2 separate regions of the Callithrix jacchus genome follow, and region 2 is linked to region 1. Evidence: chromatin contacts called from public Hi-C data. All regions are on one chromosome and are shown on one strand. The core of a region is the stretch at or near the end of the contact, and the rest is flanking DNA. Distances in the headings are between cores, read along the strand shown.

Region 1 (3,378 bases), core at 490-2,989:
TTTTTCATTAGTGGGTTTCCTTCTGGGGGCTCACGGATCTATGTCATCATTTTCATAGAAAAAGAAACACACCCTGGCAAGACCACTGATTATGTTCAGTATCAACACAGTCCAGAATAGAATAAAATAATGTCATTTCATTTCTGCATTTGTTAAAGAAATCTAAATGAGCATTTAATTCCAAAAGTTAACGCTTTCAGACGTAAATCTGCCAGTGTTAAATGACTGCCACACTGAGTGCATTTCCAGATATCTTAAAGGTCAAACGCATTAAAAAAAAACACACACACACACAGAATGAGTGGGGAAGAAAGTGAGGTGGGGGGAGGAGTGAGCTAGCAGTGGATGTCAAAGTTGGGTTGCAAGCTACTTACATGTCCATGCCAGATCAGGGTGTTGTCTTGTAGCAGTTTGATTGGCAGGTAAAAAAGCGAAAGAACGTGAGGGCTCCCTGAGCCTCTTGTCAGCCCAAGCTTGATCACTTCTCACCGGACAGAACGAGTTGAAGGAGCTTGCAGTTCCCCTCTCGTCCTTCATCCAAAGCACCGTGAATCCATTTCGGCTTTTCTTCCCCCCAGTCTTTCCATCAGCCTCCTGGCTTCACCCGCATCGCCTTACACCAGCCTCCAAGACCTAGCCTAGCTTTGCCACTGCAATCCCCTGCAACAAGAAAAATCGTTTATGGCTTAAAACCCCAAATGGCTGATTTTTTAAAAGAGAGAGAGAGAGAGAGAGAGAGGGAGAGGGAGAGAGAGAAGAGAGAGAGGGTGAGGGGGAGCGAGAGGGGGAGCGAGAAGAATGTACCCAGAGAACAACAAAAAAGTCAGTTATCCTAACACTGCTCTGTCCCCCCACCGTACAGAAGAAGAATAAAAAAAAAAGCTTTATGTTTTTTCAGTGGGTATTCAAAGATAATTTGATGCCATTGTTTCTGCTACAGATGGTTCTTTTAAATACAATAACACGGCTCTTTGTGCAGGCTACCCACAATAAAAATCGAAAGCGTTCCCCTGAATAACCATTTTGTTCTCTCTTGTATGGGGCCAACAAAAGATGCCGTGAGGTAATGGGTTCTGTTTATTGAAGGCATAGAATAGGGGGTTGATAAAGATTTTTTTAAAGCAGAAGACCTTGCAAGGTCGGGCTGATCTCTTCATATTTTTTTTATTAAAATATTTGTCCAATAGATTATTCCTTGGTGCAGCTGCAGGTTCCCTCCTCAATTCTTAATCAGCCCAAACATCTGTCTCTTTGAGGAGGCTTTTAAAAATCTACAATTGTATCATTGGTGCAGTAACCTTATCAAACCCTGAGTTTTTAGGCTCAGTACAGGCAAAGGCAATGAAGTTTCAATTCTATTTGGTCCTGATGGGGTGAGGCGGAGGGTTGGGGGAGAGGAGATAAGCAACCCCAGATAGAGTGACTGAAAAAAAAAATGAGGCTTTCCTCTCCCCCACTGCCTGGTTGGCCGTGCACAACTGTATGAGCCAGACACACAGATCGCTGAGGGCTTCTTTCATCCCGAGGTGTTTCTCCTCATCTCTCTAAGCCCCCGCCAGTATTCGCATGCTAGACAGGGCCAGGCATGTTTTCTGACCGTACTTGCCCTCTCCTCCAGTAAGGTCTCCAATCCTGGAAAACCTAGGATGGGAGCCCAGTGGGAGGAGTGGAACAGGCTAAAGGTTAGTCTCCAGCACCCAGAAGGTCCTACTCTTGGCTCTCTTTGATTCATCATTAGCTAGCTTTGACTCACTGATTGCAACCATGCGAGGGACTGGTGGCAACAGCCCTCCTGCTACAGCACGCTACCCCTCATTGCTCTTACAGCCACTGGCTTCCTCCCTCTCAGCTGCACGGACAGCATCGGCTTCCTCTAGCTGGGGAAGCCCTGCCACCTAGACCCCCGAGGTCTGTATCAACTTTGAGAGAGCCTGAGCACTCGGCAGTGGGGGTGCTGCTGGGGACGGCATCAGTGACTGACCAGGTCTGGCCACCTGTCCATAGGGATCGATGCCAGGGATCTCTGGGCCTCCAATAGCCCAGGGCGGCAGTAATCCTCTTTCGTGACTCCTGATCTGTGTGTTGTCACTTGTGGCAAGACAACAGTGTGGAAAAATGGCTTTAATCTGAAAAACACTTTTCACTGGACTCTCTACCTCTGTCCTCACCCAGTTCATTTCTCCCTTTCTTCTCATAAACCTTTTAAGATAAATACTCAAATGAATCCCTTGGCAGAACTGATCTCAACTGCTACTTTCCCTTTTGGAAACAATTATGTTATTGGTTTGTAATTGGTCTGGAGTCATCTCATAAGGAATTTTCATGGACTATCACTTCAACACCAGGTCAAGCCTTTCCTATGAAGCTTGAAAAACAAAGACAGCAAAACAGAAAATTAAGTAATTTTTCACATGGTTGTTTCTCAAAAATTCATTCTGTATCTCAGGATAAAGAGTCCAATCTCAGAAAAGAATGAAATTCAAGACAATACTAAAAAAAGTTATGCAGCTTCCAATACTCTCTGGATCAAGAAAAATGTGTCTGTAAAAGTGTGAGTGCCTTGGGGGTAGAAGGGAAATGAAGAGAGCACAGCAAGAATGACTTTCAACAGAACAGGCTAAGGAGTGTGAATTTGTTACTTATGGTATTGTAGGAGAGGGTAGGGACATTATGCAAAATTCAATCAATACTAGAAACTTCTTCCAACTAAAGGTGGAACGGGGGAGGGTGAATGTAAAATGTTTTAGGCGGTCTTTTCATAAAAAAGTAATCCACTGGAATAGCTGAACGATCTCTTCCTGCTTCTTGTGTCATATATATTTTTCGGATATCAAAACTTACAAAGGATGCACTAACTGAAAACAAGCCATTTCCTTTTTTTAAAACAAGAACCTGAAAGAAGAATCTGAACTGCTGTCTTCTTTCCACTGAGGGGTTTTGGGCAGAATCTAAGACTGTAAGATAAGAGTGCATCAGCGAGTAGCCCAAGGTGAGTCAAGGTGAGGAAGCCTGGTATGTCTTACTACTTGGATCTATTCCATCCCAGCCATAAGAAAGTTAAAAATCCCTCAATTGACCTCGCTCTCCGGTGGGAGATCAGGGAGACATCATTTATAAGGCAAGTCAGCAAAAGTTGTCTCAAAAACTGTGATGCAATGACATCTCATCTGACGTAGGGAAAGACTCAGCATTTAACTAAAAAATGTAGAACGTGAAGATGCAAGGTGCGGGGCCAAACTGACCAACTGTCTTGACAGTTGAGGTGGTCAGGAACCAGTTGTCTACAACTGGAAAACTGCCTTTAAAAACAAAAACAGAAACACTTTCTGAATCCAGAGGGCAGAAACTGAGGTGACTGGCCCGTGCCCCTCTGGCTGG
Region 2 (3,378 bases), core at 306-2,805, 550 kb before region 1:
GGGATGAGCCAACACAAGAAATGACTTAAAGAAGCAGAGGACGTGCTGGGCATTGGACTGGGATTTAGGGGTCTTCAGAAAGTCTCAAAGCAGTGCCTCGAACTAGTTCCTTTCTCCCGGCCAGTTCCAAAAATGCCATTTGTGTCCCAATCCCCGTAGTCCTTTTATGCTCCCCCCAGACCCAGTGCTTGGCTGATGGGTCCTGCTGCAGAGGCTTGGGCCCAGATGTCTGCATTTGCTTTCCTGGCTAGTTTCTAAGACAAAGCCTTGATGAGAAAATCAACTCACACAAAAAAAAATCTCTCTTGGTTCCAGCCGCACTCTGGTCGATCCCAGCAGCCTGTGAAATTTCTTTGAGAAGGAGTGTGTTCAAATGTGAGTAAACTGCATAGCTCACTTGCTAAAGCCATACTCTCAAATCCTCAGCCTTCCTAACCTGCTGACCATGACCGTCATCGTGTGGTCATCAGCCACATCAATAAAAAGAAAGAGAAGAATTTAGAATAAGTTCCTCTTTAAGTCTTGGATCTAATTTTACACCTGTGTGTCTGTGTGTCGGGATGCCCCCACCCCATCCTGACATACAGACATACATGCACACACAGGGTACCTGGCTGGTTTCCCCACTGCTATACCTTCGTTCATGCTGATCCATTCGCCTAGGACTTACTTAGACCCAATTCATCCTGCAAAGCCAACTGAAGCCTTTTTTCCTCCACGTTCTCACAATATTCTCCTTCCCAAGAACCATTCCTAGCACTCACTACACAATTTAAAAGCTGCATGTTAATAGTCTTTCTTCACTGGTTCCCAGCACCTTAGGGCAACGGCTGCACCTTACTTGGCTCTGCCTCAGTATCAGGTTCACCGAAGTCACTCACTGTGAGACACTCTCCAAACCCAACATTTCCTGTGGCTTTCCCTGATCACGGCAGCCCATGCCGATCCCCCTCCTGGCTCTCAGATCCCACTGTGCACACTCAGAACTGTGCAACTCGATGTCTACACTCTTCTTGAGTTGGGTCATGCTCTTTCTATGCTGTTCTCGCAGTCAGATCCTCAAGGATGTAGAACCTGTCGCATGTCCCTTCTGTCGGCTGCACAGGTTCTGGAAGTGCTGGGTGAGAGAGATACAAACATTAGTTGTGCGTTACTTGTTTTCTGAGAAAGGAAGGGGCAGTAACAAACCGATCATAAACCACCACAAAAAAAGAGGGATTTCAGGAATCCTGTGGGCAGGGATTTTCTCAGGAGTGGTACTCCCCTGGTAAAACATGGTAGGTTCTATTTGTTTTTGTAATTAATGCTCATTTCCTGAGGGCCTTCTATAAGGCAGACTTCATTTTATTCAACATGTTTACATGCATTAAGTCGTTTAATTTTCATGAAAATACTGCAGGTTAGATATCTTTGTCCTCACTTCACATATGAGGAAATTGAAGCTTGAGAGGGTTTGGTGACTTGCAAAGGTCACCCAGCTAGTTGGAGAAGATCCAAGAGCCCAATCCAGTTCTGTGAGGCTTTAGACCCTGTGTGCTCTTTCCAGGTACTGCTGAGTTTAGCCTGGCCAAGCACTCCTGGAGCCTTCTTTCCTATTGTTCCTTCATCATAGCAACGATCCCACCACTTGGGTCTCTCCTCTGGCTCATGGGTCTTCTCCTCCTCTGGACGAGGCCATGTTGGTTTGGGTGCTTTAAGGCAACTAAATTTCCATTGGTGAGCCTGAATGTCCAGTTCATCTTGGGACTATGGAAAGCTTGGAGGCTCTTAAAGCAATCTGGTTTACCCAGAGTTCAAGAGATTGGGAGCAGCCTAGAGCCAGCAAGGAGGCCCCCAAGGGTCAGTGCTAATTGGGGCAGATGCCCCAGGGGTACATAGCCCAGACTGTTCCCAAGGAGTTCAGCTGGAACCAGATTGCCTCAGGAATGTGAGTGAGGCAAACAACTGCTTGATTGTTTGAGCCCCTGCCCTTGGTACTGGGTACTGCTTCCCAGCTAAATGTAGGCCAACAGGATTTCTGAAAACTGTTTGTAAAGCTGAACGCAACACTTCCTTCATTTGCATTTAAAAAATAAACTCAGCCTTGAAATGGGCATTAGGCAAGCCCTTCCTGAAAACTGAGAAAGAGTGTAATGGGATAGATCGCTGCTGTCCAAATTGAGGGACTTGCAGGTAACACTAGAGCTTTTCTCTAGCATTGGTTTAAACCCTCCATCCTGAATGTCCTACATTTAAGCACTTGTTCACAATCCTTCCCAATCCATAGTGTCCATTATTTATGAATTAAGTTTAGGACAGACAGTGGAAAGGCTCGTATCAATCTCTGTTATCTAGCCTATCTGCTGCTGTCCTCTCAGTCTCCAGCCACCCACACTATGTATTTAGTGAAATGAAAGTTTTGAATAACATTGACTACCTTTTGAGAAAGAGATTACATTTCTACTGCAAGTCCTCTGTATCTCCTGCATCAGATCTGATCTAATGATACTGAAGCTGGGTGCAGTGGCTCACGACTGTAATCCCAACACTTTAGGAAGCCGAGGCAGGTGGACCACTTGAGCCCAGGACTTTGAGACCAGCCTGGGCAGCATAGTGAGATTCTGTCTCTACAGAATGATTTTTTTAAAAAAATTAGCTGGTCATCGTAGTGCATGCCAGTAGTCCCAGCTATTCAATAGGCTGAGGTAGAAGGATTTCTTGAGCCAGGGAGGTCAAGGCCGCAGTGAGCCCGATAATAATATGAGAATAATAAGATAAAAACTTGCCAGATTTAATCTCGTCAGATGCCTACTTTTTAAAAACCAAATTCTTTGTAAAAGTACCGTGACATGCCATTCTGGGCTTCATGGATTTGCTCTCAGGGAAAAATACATCTGCATACATAGTGAGTTAATACATATGAATGAAGGTTTCTAGATGAGTTTTGAAGATGACCTCCACCTTTTCTTCTCCTTCTGGACTTTATCCACAGAGCCATTTTTTTTTTTAAAGGAATCAAGAATGACTGTTGTTACTGTGAGCAGATGTAGCTAAAATGAACAATATTTCAACATGTGGCCGATACACTTATATATTAAATGACAGGGAACACTTTCAGAAATACGCTTTTTTTCTCCCAAACTTAAAACATTTTTCCTCCTTTTGAAAGCTCCATTGAAAAGGACTGTTTTAAGAAAACAGTGGGTAGAGTCATGCCTTCAGTATTCTTTCCTCTGATGACTAAATAAAATTATTGTAGTTCACTGGTTTGAATGCAGTGTTGGGTTGGGTTTGCATGTTTGCCTGCTGGTATTATTTATAAAAACCATGCCTCTGTTGGAATACCAGGGGGGTAAAGACCTATCTGGAGAAGTTTGATTTGTTTTCTGTGTCTGTAAT

What was found. A called contact is a pair of places that touch in the nucleus more often than the background predicts.
Region 2: a contact with region 1 is called in a Hi-C map of induced pluripotent stem cells, with 4 times the contacts expected there. The contact joins two enhancer-like sites. A contact is called at or near these places in 2 of 3 Hi-C or Micro-C datasets (induced pluripotent stem cells and skeletal muscle).

What each region holds. Positions count from the first base shown.
Region 1 is chr15:9,939,877-9,943,254 of calJac240_pri, reverse strand. FXR1 (FMR1 autosomal homolog 1) reads right to left here. Exons shown (of 21, transcript XM_078350229.1): 19 at 375-660. Among named protein-coding and RNA genes, the nearest start is that of SOX2, 13 kb to the left of the region's middle. Within about 2 kb of position 1,739, at least 3 of the 16 cell types and tissues checked have an H3K27ac peak or open chromatin away from gene starts, as enhancers often do.
Region 2 is chr15:10,488,673-10,492,050 of calJac240_pri, reverse strand. No RefSeq gene overlaps it. Among named protein-coding and RNA genes, the nearest start is that of SOX2, 540 kb to the right of the region's middle. Within about 2 kb of position 1,555, at least 3 of the 16 cell types and tissues checked have an H3K27ac peak or open chromatin away from gene starts, as enhancers often do.